Regions from separate parts of the Sus scrofa genome. Here all the other regions are linked to region 3. Evidence: chromatin contacts called from public Hi-C and HiChIP or PLAC-seq data. All regions are on one chromosome and are shown on one strand. Each heading gives the region's core, a stretch centred on a gene start, on an enhancer-like site or on the middle of the called end of the contact. The rest is flanking DNA. Distances are from core to core; before and after follow the strand shown. Region 1 overlaps LOC106504821 (a long non-coding RNA gene). Region 2 has its middle 23 kb from the start of PAK1. Region 3 overlaps PAK1 (serine/threonine-protein kinase PAK 1).

What was found. Hi-C and Micro-C count contacts between places; a contact is called where the count stands out from the background. HiChIP or PLAC-seq counts read pairs in DNA pulled down with a chosen protein or histone mark.
Region 1: a Hi-C map of embryonic fibroblasts shows a contact between it and region 3, with 2.6 times the contacts expected there. The contact joins two enhancer-like sites. A contact is called at or near these places in 1 of 5 promoter capture datasets (liver), 8 of 47 Hi-C or Micro-C datasets (brain, embryonic fibroblasts, epiblast stem cells and 5 more) and 1 of 2 datasets of contacts at active chromatin or transcription factors (alveolar macrophages).
Region 2: a contact with region 3 is called in an H3K27ac HiChIP or PLAC-seq map of alveolar macrophages. The contact joins two enhancer-like sites. A contact is called at or near these places in 2 of 47 Hi-C or Micro-C datasets (embryonic fibroblasts and skeletal muscle) and 1 of 2 datasets of contacts at active chromatin or transcription factors (alveolar macrophages).

What each region holds. Positions count from the first base shown.
Region 1 is chr9:12,037,821-12,041,810 of Sscrofa11.1, reverse strand. The region is part of intron 1 of LOC106504821 (a long non-coding RNA gene); the gene reads left to right. Among named protein-coding and RNA genes, the nearest start is that of AQP11, 26 kb to the left of the region's middle. Within about 2 kb of position 2,625, at least 24 of the 83 cell types and tissues checked have an H3K27ac peak or open chromatin away from gene starts, as enhancers often do. A contact at or near this core is called in alveolar macrophages and embryonic fibroblasts, where this site is marked.
Region 2 is chr9:11,993,552-11,997,669 of Sscrofa11.1, reverse strand. No RefSeq gene overlaps it. Among named protein-coding and RNA genes, the nearest start is that of PAK1, 23 kb to the right of the region's middle. Within about 2 kb of position 2,244, at least 25 of the 83 cell types and tissues checked have an H3K27ac peak or open chromatin away from gene starts, as enhancers often do. A contact at or near this core is called in alveolar macrophages, where this site is marked.
Region 3 is chr9:11,849,791-11,853,923 of Sscrofa11.1, reverse strand. All of the region lies in intron 9 of PAK1 (serine/threonine-protein kinase PAK 1), which reads left to right. Among named protein-coding and RNA genes, the nearest start is that of PAK1, 120 kb to the left of the region's middle. Within about 2 kb of position 1,398, at least 6 of the 83 cell types and tissues checked have an H3K27ac peak or open chromatin away from gene starts, as enhancers often do. A contact at or near this core is called in alveolar macrophages and embryonic fibroblasts, where this site is marked.

The DNA of each region.
Region 1 (3,990 bases), core at 1,376-3,875, 190 kb before region 3:
ATTGGAGCTGTAGCCACTGGCCTACACCACAGCCACAGCAACGCCAGATCCAATCTGCATCTGTGACCTACACCACAGCTCATGGCAACGCTGGATCCTTAACCCAAGGAGCGAGGCCAAGGATCCCACCTGCATACTCATGGATGCTAGTCGGGTTTGTTAACCACTGTGCCACGACGGGAACTCCTCAGATGAGTGTTTTTGTATTATTTGGGTAAATACCCAGGGGTGGCATTCCATGATAGTTCTACTTTTAATTTTTTGAGGAATCTTCATACTCTTTTCCATAGTGGTTACACCCCTTTTCATTGCCATCCACAGTCCATGCGTGTTTCTTTTTCTCCACATCCTAATACTTGTTATTCGTCGTCTTTTTTTTTTTTTTTGTCTTTTGTCTTTTTGTCTTTTGTTGTTGTTGTTGTTGTTGCTATTTCTTGGGCCCCTCCTGCGGCATATGGAGGTTCCCAGGCTAGGAGTTGAATCGGAGCTGTAGCCACCGGCCTACGCCAGAGCCACAGCAACGCGGGATCCGAGCCGCGTCTGCAACCTACACCACAGCTCACGGCCACGCCGGATCGTTAACCCACTGAGCAAGGGCAGGGACTGAACCCGAGACCTCATGGTTCCTAGTCGGATTCGTTAACCACTGCGCCACGACGGGAACTCCTCGTCGTCTTTTTGATAACACATGTTGCCATTCTGACAGATGTGAGGTGCTATTTCACTGTGATTTTGATTTGCATTCCCCTGATGACAGTGATGTTTTCATGTGCCTGTTGGCCATCTGTTTTTCTTTGGAAAAATGCCTATTCATGTTCTCTGCCCATGGGTTTTTTTGTTTGTTTTTTGTTTTGCTTTTTAGGGCCGCACCCATGGCATATGGAGGTTCCCAGGCTAGGGGTCCAATTGGAGCTGTAGCCACTGGTCTATTCCACAGCCGCAGCAATGCCAGATCCGAGCTGTGTCTGTGACCTACACCACAGCTCACAGCAATGCCGGATCTTTAACCCACTGAGCAAGGCCAGGGATCAAAACTGCATCCTTACGGATACTAGTCAGATTCGTTTCCACTGAGCCATAACGGGAACTCCTTCCGGCTCTCTTCTTATGCTTCCACACAAACGCTCTGTTCTAGTCAAACTGTCTTCTGTTATATTCCATGAACACACCAGGTCCATCCCTGTGTCAAGTCTGCAGCAATACAAGCTGCCGTTGGAGTGCTTATCTTGTACCCAAACTGAGCAAGCCAATTACATGTGTTCTCTCTAATCCATACAGTCAAATTTCAGGGAAAGCATGAGTATCCCCATTGTAAGGAAAGCAATCTGGTGTTCCGAGACTCCAAGAGACTAGCTGAAGTCCCGGCTTGCGAGGGGAAGCTGGAATCTGACGTGGGTCTGTGGACGCCAAAGCTCAGGCTCCTGAGCTGAAATCCCTGCCATCTGTTCCCACCCTGCCTTCCCTCCCAGGGTTACTTCTGCCTTAGGAGTCAGCTTGAGGAGTTGGCTTGTGGTGCCGGGGGTAAAGATCTGGCGGTGCGACTGCAGCGGACTGGGTCACTGCTGTGGCTCGGGTTAGATCCCTGGCCTGGAAACTGCTGCATGTCGTGGGTGTGGCCAAAAAAGAGAAAGAAAAAAGCATCATCTCTAGGAGTTCCCGCCATGGTGCAGTGATTAACGAATCTGACTAGGAACCATGAGGTTGCAGGTTCGATCCCTGGCCTTGCTCATTGGGTTAAGGATCCGGCGTTGCCGTGAGCTGTGGTGTAGGTTGCAGATGCAGCTTGGATCCCGAGTTGCTGTGGCTCTGGCGTAGGCCAGCAGCTACAGCTCCGATTAGACCCCTAGCCTGGGAATCTCCATATGCTGCAGAAGCAGCCTTTTCAAGGCAAAAAAAAAAAAAAAAAAAAGAATCATCTCTAATTTCACTCCTTCTCCACAAAGCCCTTCCCCCCACTTCTTTTCTATTTTCTCAATTTTCACCACACTCACCCCTCACATTGGCTCTCTGGGTGGGTGCACCTCTCGTGGTAACTTATTTTGTCCTGTTTCCTTCTCCTCAAGGCTGAGAAGGAGAAGGACCTTCCTCTGTGTGTCCGTCCTGGTCCTGCAGCTGTGTCGAGATGGTGATAGTGCAAGATCATAATACTCAGTCTTTTCTGAGATGCCTCCCCCGGGAATATCTGGAGAAGGGGAGCCCCTGTAGGCCCAAGGGGAGCTGAAATTTGAACTGATTAGGAGTAGAGCCTTCCATGGGCTCAGGTTTGGAGTGATGTTTCCAAGGAAGCCTCTAGGTGTCAGTAGAAAGCCTAGCTTTGCGAGCATGAGGCTCCAAGGAAATCAGAATCTGAGGCTGGAAAGGGTTTTTCTCGTCTTCGTCATCCACCTAAAGCTAGAATTCCCTCTCCAGCGCAGCAACGACCACAGCCACATTCCTTCCAGCCCAGCGGCGGGTGATGAGGCAGCCTCTTCAGAGGTCGGACGGCTTTATTAGAAGCTCCTCGTGAAACTTCACCTCCTCGGAGCTTTCTGGGCAAGGAAACTAAGTGAAAGCAGCCATGCCCTGCAGCTGATCCTGGGCCCGCGAGAGGCCAGACTGTGGCTGAATCGGGCCTTCCACCCGGGATTGATTACTCCAGGATGCTGCTGGCATCAGTGGGAGCCTCGCTGCTCTGGGCCGTCCTGCCCCTCAGCCCCTCCCTGATGGCCTAAGTGTTGTCCAGCCTCAGAGCATCTGGGAAGGAAGGACGGCAGCGCGCTGTCTTCTCAGACCCAGGGGTGAAGAGGGTGGCTCTTGACAGCAGAGCCCGTTGACCTGGAGCGTACGTGTCTTGCTCAAAGATGCCTTCCTTTCACTTCTGTTCTTCCCAAGGGCTCCTCTCCAACAGCCAGATCCTTGCTTAACCAGACTCAATTTTTCTGCTCAAAAAATAAGAATACCTCTGTGCTTCCCGGTCCCAACTTATTCTTTGGAAATGTAGAGAACAAACCCAATGTATCTTCCTCTGGGATTCTGAAGATAGAAGTCAAGCCATCCCTCCCTCCCTCCCTCCCTCCATCCATCCCTCTCCCCCTTCCCCCTTCCCTCCCTCCATCCATCCCCCTCCCTCCTTCCCTCCCTCCCTCCATCCATCCCTGTCCCCCTTCCCCCTTCCCTCCATCCATCCACTCTCCCTCCCTCCCTCCATCCATCCATTAAACACATCTTTACCTGGAACCTACCATGTGCCAGGCCCTGAATCTCTTAATAGGCAGATAATAAGTGGCAAATGGTATTATTAATGACCTGATGATTAACTTAGTCACAGGTAGGTTCACTTTTCTGTGGTGGATTTCTGAGGAGGGAATGGAGAGATGAGGAACCCAGCATTTACTGAACATAATTATCTGCCAGGCAAGGTGTAAGGTGCTTGTTTTACTTGCCGTATATTGTCTTACCATCATCTCATGAAGTGGGTTATCTATAGTAGGTCTCTATTTTATTTTATTTATTTTTAAAGTAGTTTTTAATTGCTAAAGACCCTTTATTTTATTTTATTTTTGTCTTTTTTAGGGCCACACCCACAGCATATGGAGGTTCCCAGGTGAAGGCCACAGCCATTGGCCTGCAAAACAGCCCCAGCAACACCAGAGCCTTAACCGTCTGAGCAGGGCCAGGGATCGAACCTGTGCCACAGCAGTGACAATGCTGGATCCTTAACCACTAGGCCACCAGGGAACTCCTCTTTACTATATTTGATCGATAAATTGCTATAATAATATGTAGGAAAATTTTCAAGAAAATACAAAGGATCACCCCCAAATCTCATATCTTAATACAACATTTTCTATTCTAATTTATACTCGTATGTATATATATGTCCATTGTAAATCCTTAATAAATGTAGGTTTTATTATAATTCCAAGTGCTTTATGTTTTGATTTTTTTTCACTCAGCCTTATTTAAGGGTAATTTATTCATGTTTCTGTGTAGTTTTCCTAATGATCACAT
Region 2 (4,118 bases), core at 995-3,494, 140 kb before region 3:
TTCACCAGGCTGTGTGACCAAGTGTAAGGTATACAACTTCTCTAAATTTTAGTTTCTTCATCTGTAAAAATAGATAACTTTCCTTTATAAAGTTGTTTGAAGGAACACGTGTAGAATATTTGACATCATCTGTAACCTGAACAGTGGCGAGAACTCCGTAATTGTTTTCTCTTGGGATCTTTCAGTTGTGATCTCTTCAGGTATAAGGTCTGTATCCATGTCATGACTGTATATCAGGCTCGTTGATATGGTTTCAGATTCACATTGTGACCAGCTTTGAAGACCATACTGCAACAGATTAAATGCAGAAGCAGATATAATAATCCAGCTCTGTTCTAGACAGTAAAGAGAGTTTTAAAAATAAGCATTGCTACTCTTGCTAGATTTTTTATTTGGGTAAATGTTATTTTTTATTTTATTGCTTTTTTTAGGTCCGTACCCATGGTATATGAAAGTTCCCAGGCTAGCAGTTGAATTGGAGCTGCAGCTACCTGCCTACGCCACAGTCACAGCAACGTGGGATCCAAGCTGCATCTGCAACCTACACCACAGCTCGTGGCAGCACTGGATCCTTAACCCACCAAGCAAGGCCAGGTCTCCAACCCACATCCTCTTGGATGCTAGCTGGGTTCTTAACACACAGAGTCATGAAGGGAACTCCAAGTAAATGTTATTTTCCATAGAACTTATCCTTTATGTGAATGTACAAAGAAATTATTAATTTTTTTTCTTTTTCCTTTTTTTTTTTTTTTTGTCTTTTCTTGAGCCACTCTGGCAGCATATGGAGGTTCCCAGGCTTGGGGTCGAATCGGAGCTGTAGCCACCGGCCTACACCAGAGCCACAGCAGCACGGAATCCAAGCCGTGTCTGCGACCTACACCACAGCTCATGGCAACGCCGGATCCTTAACCCACTGAGCACGGCCAGGGATTGAACCCGAAACCTCATGGCTCCTAGTCAGATTCATTAACCACTGCGCCACGACGGGAACTCCCAATTTTTTTTCTTTTTATAGCTGCACCTGCAGCATATGGAAGTTCTTGGGCTAGCAGTCGAATCGGAGCCACAGCTGCTGGTCTACACCACAGCCGTGACAACACTGGCATGTTACACTTACCACTATACCACCAATGTTACACTCATGGCAACACTGCATCTGAGCTGCATCTGCAGCCTACACTGTAGCTGGCAGCAATGCTGGACCCACAACCTACTGAGTGAGGCCAGGGATCAAACCTGCCTCCTCATGGACACTGTGTCGGGTTCTTAACCTGCTGAGCCACACCAGGAACTCGACAAAGGTTCTTTTTACATTAATTAATACATATTCAAAATATTCTCGGTTTTCATTTCTAATATAGTACATGCTGATACACAGAACCTAGATAAATACCATTCTTTGGGATCCTCAGTAATTTTTAGGAGTGTAAAGAAGTCCTGAGACCGAAAAGCTTGAGAAGCACTGTCCTTCTTTGCAGTTGGATCCCTGCTGCAACACCCAGGACAACCAGCCTCCAGGGTGTGCTCTGACACTTCGTGGGACAGGGGAGGGGTCATCACGTCCCGGAACAGCTGGTTTTATCTCTGGGCTCCTCTGCCTGCTAGAAAGTTCTGGCAATGAGTCAAAAATCTCAGTTTTGTAGACTCCCACTGACTGGTCTTAGACCCACCCGTTATCTTCACACATTGCAATTTGGAGCCCTCTTCCCCGTCGGCAAGACAGTCATCAGTTCCCCTTTGTGGCGCCCCGGAGGGAATCAGCCTGTCCTTCGGGCGACTGAAGCGCATGTGTGTTTTTCCGAGTCAGCCAGTGATTTGTAGCAAGCTCTGCCAAGCCAGATCGCTCACAGCTGCTCTTCCAGGAACCAGAGGATTATCCTCCGTCCCGCAGTGGATGTGAGAACCTTTTTGTTGTTGGTTTTACCAATAAATGAAAGTTTTCCATTATAAAGGACACATACTTATGAAGGAATTTTTTTTTTTTAAAAAAGTAGGGAAAAAAGAGATTTAAAAATAGAAATGGGGTCATGATTAGCCCTGACTTTCCTGTTTTGGCATCTAGCTCCCTTTCAGGCTTGCCCTGAATACTGTTCTTTTCAGACAATTCTTACAGGCAGGTATGTGCACTATGCCTCCAGCGGCTTCACAGAGTGACAGGCTGCCTGCTCCTTGGTCAGTCCCCAGCCCCATCAGGACAGCGGTGGCGGAGGGACACTCAGAGGAAACAGGAAGCTTGCAAGGATTGTGACTCCTGTGCTATCTGAAGGCACTTTAGGCCAGATCTCTCCAGGCTGCGTAGGGTCAAAGAGAACAGACACGGTACTACAGCAGCAACTAGTAAATTTTTTTTTTCTGCATTTTTTGGGGGAGGTAAAACATGAAGTCCTTAGGGACATTCTACTTCTGAGAATCTATACTAAGGAAATGATAGGAGATTTAAATGGCGTTATGTGTCTATTGTTATTTATAATGTTAATATGAATGTATAATAACAAGCTAAATGCTCCACAGTAAAGGTTTGGTTTAAAAACTACCTGCAGGAGTTCCCTTCGTGGCTCAGCAGTTAACAAACCTGACTAGGATCCATGAGGATGCAGGTTGGATCCCTGGCCTTGCTCAGTGGGTTAAGGATCCGGCATTGCCGTGAGCTGTGGTGTAGGTCGCAGATGTGGCTTGGATCTGGGCTTGCTGTGGCTGTGGTGCAGGCCGGCAGCTGCATCTCTGATGGGCCCCCTAGCCTGGGAAACTTCATAAGCCCCGGGTGCGCCCTAAAAATACAAAACAAACAAACAACCCCCCCCAACTATCTGCAAGGGAACAAGGGATATATGGGAAGTCTCTGTACCTTTCCCTCAGTTTTGCTGTGAACCTAAAACTGCTTTAAAAAATGAACATCTTTAAAAAACCAGAAAACAACTGTATGCTTGTAGGTTCTGGGCTAGTAAAAATAAATGACATTTACAAAAACTTTGATGTGGGAAAATTTTAAACATAGAGAGTTATCTGGTTTGTGACTAGTATACAGTTTTTATGTTTTATTGACTGAAAATTGAAAAAAGCAGGTAAGCAATATATATATAGGACAGTTTTTTTTTTTTTTTTCTTTTTTCTTTTGGCCATACTTGTGGCCTGTGGAAGCTCCCAGGTGAGGAATTGAACCCTTGCCACCATAGTAACCAGAGCTACAGCTGTGACGATGCCGGATCCTTAACCCACTGAGCCACCAGGGAACTCGAGTACAGTTTGGATTACGTAAATGTTTTGTTACAAAGTGAAAAAAATTTATCTTCATGGTTGGCACCAACATGTCTCAACGGAGGAAACTGTCCTGTGAAAATGCTTTGAAATGCCCTGTAGGCACAGATGTCAACAGATGTCCAGCTCAGACAAGGGGAAGCTGCTGTGCATGAAGCAAAGAGAGGAGTATGGTTTATTGACTGTGAAAAGAATGGGGAAGAAAGAAGCTATTGGTCAGCACTATTACAATCGCAAATGACGGAAATTTAACTCAGTCTGGCTTAAGGGAAAACCCCAGGTGTCTCCTTAGATAGCTTGGATGTAGGGACTCGAACATATTTTGTTCTCTCTCCATCTCTTGCTTTGGTCTTCCTTTGTCTTGATTCCCTCTCAAGCAGGCTCTTTACTTGTGGTGGCAAAGACGGGCACCAGCAATGCGAGGCTGACCTTTCCACCAGCACAGTGACCCCAGGGGCACCTCCCACCAAGAGTTCCCACAAGCCTGTCCCTGAATAGCAGTCTGGCCAGGAAGATGGAATGCACCAGTTTCTGGGCTTAGTCACTTGTTTGGTCACTGGAATAGGATAAGGGTCAGCCTTGCTCAAGTTTTTTGGAAGTTCCAAAAAATAATTTGCAAGGTTTCTGGCATGGGCTTCTAAAACCCTCAGGATTTCCTGAGTGACAAAAATGCCTTTGTTATTATTATAACCCTTGGATCACTCCTGAGTTTATGCTAATGAGGGGACTCGTGATGGAACCCTACCTAGCTTCAGGATGGAGACTGGTCCCCAGAAAGACCAGCCACTGGTTAGGTTGGGACTTTGCGCTAGCCCACCCTCAAGGGAGGGGAGAGAGATTAGAGATTGAGTTCAAGCACAGGT
Region 3 (4,133 bases), core at 149-2,648:
CTTAGATTAGTAGGGACACTTCTAGTTTCTTGCTGTTGTAGAGTAGAAATCTGTAACATGATGAGACTTACAGATTTTGGAAAAAGTCACTGTGACTTTTGGGGACAGATTGGAGGAGATGAGTGGAGTGGGTGAGTCAGGAGGTTATTGTGTAATTCCACGTGAGAGATGATGGTTTGGACTAAGGTGGTAGCATAGACTGAATGGGTAGAAGTGTATGAAATTGAGAGGTACTTAAGTAGATTTGGCAGAATTTGTTGAATGTGAGGATGACTCACAGGGAGTGATATTAATCAAGGAAAAAGAAAAAAGGAGGAGATAGAGGTTTGAAGTTGGATATTGCCTGAGAGACCTTCTTGTGAAACTGCTTGGTGGACAATTATTTTTATAATTTTGGTTCTTGGGAGAGAAATCTGATATAGAAGAGACTTAAACACATGTCTCTTGACTCCTAGTCTGGTGGTTTGCAGGATTCCAGTAGACTTTGAAGTCCTCATTTGGAAGCATCTCTTGGTCCTCATACTTCGTAAGCTGGAGAACTCTGATCTTATTGCTAAGGCCTGATGACCTAAGATCTTTTTTTGTGTGTGCATGTGGGGGGGTCTTTCTGTCTTTTGTAGGGCTACACCTGTGGCATGTGGAGGTTCTCAGGCTAGGGCTCTAATCAGAGCTGTAGCTACCGGCCTACGCCAGAGCCACAGCAACGCGGGATCCGAGTTGCATCTGTAATCTACACCACAGCTCACGGCAACGCCGAATCCTTAACCCACTGAGCAAGGCCAGGGATTGAACCTGCAACCTCATGGTTCCTAGTCAGATTCGTTGACCACTGAGCCACTATGGTATGTTTACCACACTGCAGATAAAGTGATCCTACTGATACCTCACTTGATTCTATTGAATTCTTACTAAAAACATTATAGATTCCATTATATGTTTTATGTATAAAACATTAACAGGAGAGATGTTAATGTTTTATACATTATATTATGTGAGATGAAGAAGATGCCTGTCTTATAAATTCCTGAATCCCAAATTCCTTACATGTAGTAGGTATTTAATATTTTAATGTAAGTAAATGATTGATCATTCACCCTAAAATAAAGAAAAAGAACCCTATGAGGTAGGGAATATTATTTCCTTTTTATTGATGAGGAATTTAGGAGTTGGGAATTTAATCTTTACATGGTTGTGCTGTCAGCAGTTAGCAAGGACTGTGTTAGAAGCTTTTGATTCTGAAACCTAAACTTATACTTTCTGAGCTGTAAGGTTAGGCATTAGTGCCCCTTGCTGTGTTTCTGGCCTCTGAGGCCTCATCTCCCTTGATGGGAGGCAGCCTGGTGCTGGGAGTTTCTTGGAAGGCCTCAAGGTTCTTTTTCTCTTATAGGAGTGCCGTCTGCTGGCCTGAATAGAATGTGTGAGAAGCTGGCCACAGGAAACAGAAACTTGACTTCACTATGTGCCTGCCTTGTGGTTACAAAACTATGAATGGAAGTGGGTCCATTAGGGTGGCTAATGCAATGTAGTCAAGAAGGCCTCATTTCCTGCCCCAGGGAGTATAAATTTTTAGTGTAGCTGGCGAGGTGCTCTGTGTTTGTGAGTGAGTACTTACTGGGAGTTTGCCAGCTAAGAAGAAGAGAGCTATTGTCTATCACACATGGGAAGATAGAATGTTAGTGCTGGGAAGTTTTCCAGTTACAGATCCAACACTTAATTTTCAAGCCCTTTTTAGACAGAATGCATGAAATAGAAAGAATAGAGTGGAAGAGGCTTTGAAGTCCTGTGAACCTGAAGGCATTGATTATGACCTTGCGCAACTTTCTTGTAAATCTTAGTCCCAATTTCCTTACCTGAAAATGCAGATAATGATTTTTGCTTGGCAGGGTTCTTGCTAGGTTTTACTGAGATACTGTCAGTAGAGGACCTTGCCTAATACTAGCACCTGGTAGGCATTCAATAAATAGTAGTGGTGGGAGGGTGGTTGGTTTTTGCTGAAATTCCTGCTAATAACGTTGTCATTCTTGCTGCTTTGTGCCAAGTACTCATGAAATGGAGTTATAACAAATTAGCATTTTCATTGTTGTCTTACTGTATTATTTAAATTTCTTATGTATGAGTAACACATTGACTACTGTCTCCTTTAGTTCTCAAAACAGTCCTGTAAGAAGGGGAATCAGGGTTGGGATTATTATCCTCAGTATTGATAAAGAGACTGAGGCTCAGAGAGCTGTGATTGGTCAAGGTTAGTAAGTGAAAGACTCGGTCCCAGAGTTTAGGTCCTCAGAGTTCAAGTCTAGTTCTTTTTCTCTTATAGGAGTGCTGTCTGCTGGCCTGAATAGAAGGAATCTGATTAGCCGAGGGGCCTTTAGCCTAGCCCATAGTTAGTCAGTCAGTAGTCAGTAGCTATTGAAAAGGACTCCTGGTGTCCTGCCACTGCCTCTATGGCTGGCCTCTCTTCTCCCTTTGTGCTGCCAGCTGTGACCTCTTTGACATTCATAAGGATGGCCTGCGGAACTCCAAAGGCACTCCTTTGGGTCCAGGTCTTGTGTGTGTTGTAAGGGCTTATTATCCTAATGTAATGGGTCTTTAGATCAGTGTATTCTCTTCAGACATGAGAAAAAGCTAATCATCAGCTGTTCTAGAAAGCCGCAACCAGACCAGAAGCCTAACCTGAAAGGAGACCCCACTCCAAAGCAGGTTTTTTTTCCTCACTTAGGGTGGGGAATAGAGGTGATCAAAATGTTTAAAACGTCGTTTCTATTCTTAGTAATGAACTAGCTCTTGACCAATGACATTACTTGACTTGAAAAAATTAGAGTTCAGGGTTTTTCCCATAAAAGTTGAGTCATTCATACTCTATACTTCTTGCTGATTCTGGAAAGACTTATTTAGTTGTCCTATAAGGTGTTTATGTTCTTGTCTGTTAAGCAGGAAAAAAAATATCTTTAAGGAATAAACGTTTGGGAAATAATTTAAAGTCTACTCCTATAGGATAAAGTAGTCTATTGCTGATCCTTTTTGTGGTTTTAAAACAAAATACTTATCAACCCACTGAATTCTCTCTTTTCCTCTTCATTTCCACAAACATTTGTTGAATACCTGCTGTATATCAGGCCTTGTGCTTGGCGTCAGGGATTTTCCAAGCTTTCAAATGGGCTCTCAAGCTTTCTAGAAATACACACCCTAACAGTCATCATACAGCTCAGTGTGTGGTATGTTCCACACAAGAGGTATAAATATGATCTTATGGGGCTTCAAAGAAGGAAAAAAAGCCAATCTTGTTCAGAGAATGAGGTTTCTTTAGGCCTAACAAAAGTATAGGAAGGTTTTGAACATGTGAAAACAATGCAAGATGTTCCAAATGGAGAGAAGCTCAGATCACAGAATACATGAAGAAATACAGAGAGAAGTAAGATAGGGGTCAGATCATAAGGACTTTGAATGTTGGGCTGAGGAGCATCTCTAGGCACAACAGGAGCCATTTCTGTAAAAAAGGGGAGAGTGTTATTAAACGTATTAATCAGACTGTGTCTACAGGATAAATGGGCATCACTTGTGAGGATTCCAATCCTGACTTTGCTGCCGAATAGCTATGCATGCAAGTCACATACCCTCTCTGAATCACAATTTCCTCATCTGTCAAAAGGGGTCATTAGTAATCCTTAATGTATAACGTGTCTCTGAGGGTTAATTGAAATATATTTAGGATTACATAGTACCTGGAGTTCCTGTGGTGGCTCAGCAGTACCAGACTCGACTAGTATCCATGAAGGTGAAGGTTTGATCCCTGGCCTTGTTCATCGGGTTAAGGATCCAGCATTGCTGTGAGCTGTGGTGTAGGTTGCAGACACAGCTTGGATCTGCTGCTGCTGCGGTTGTGGTGTAGGCTGGCAGTTGCAGCTCTGATTAGACCCCTAGCCTGGGAACTTCCACATGCTGCAGGTGTGCAGGTGCCGCCCTAAAACAACGCTAACCACAACAAAGTACTTAGTACCTGACACATAAAAGAAATAGATGCAAAGTGCCTTGGAAACTAACGTTTATATTATGTAGAAGTTTGTTTATGTCTATGGACCAAAAAAAAACCCTGTAAGATCTTTTTCATACATAAACATTAAAAATCCCGTTTTTCT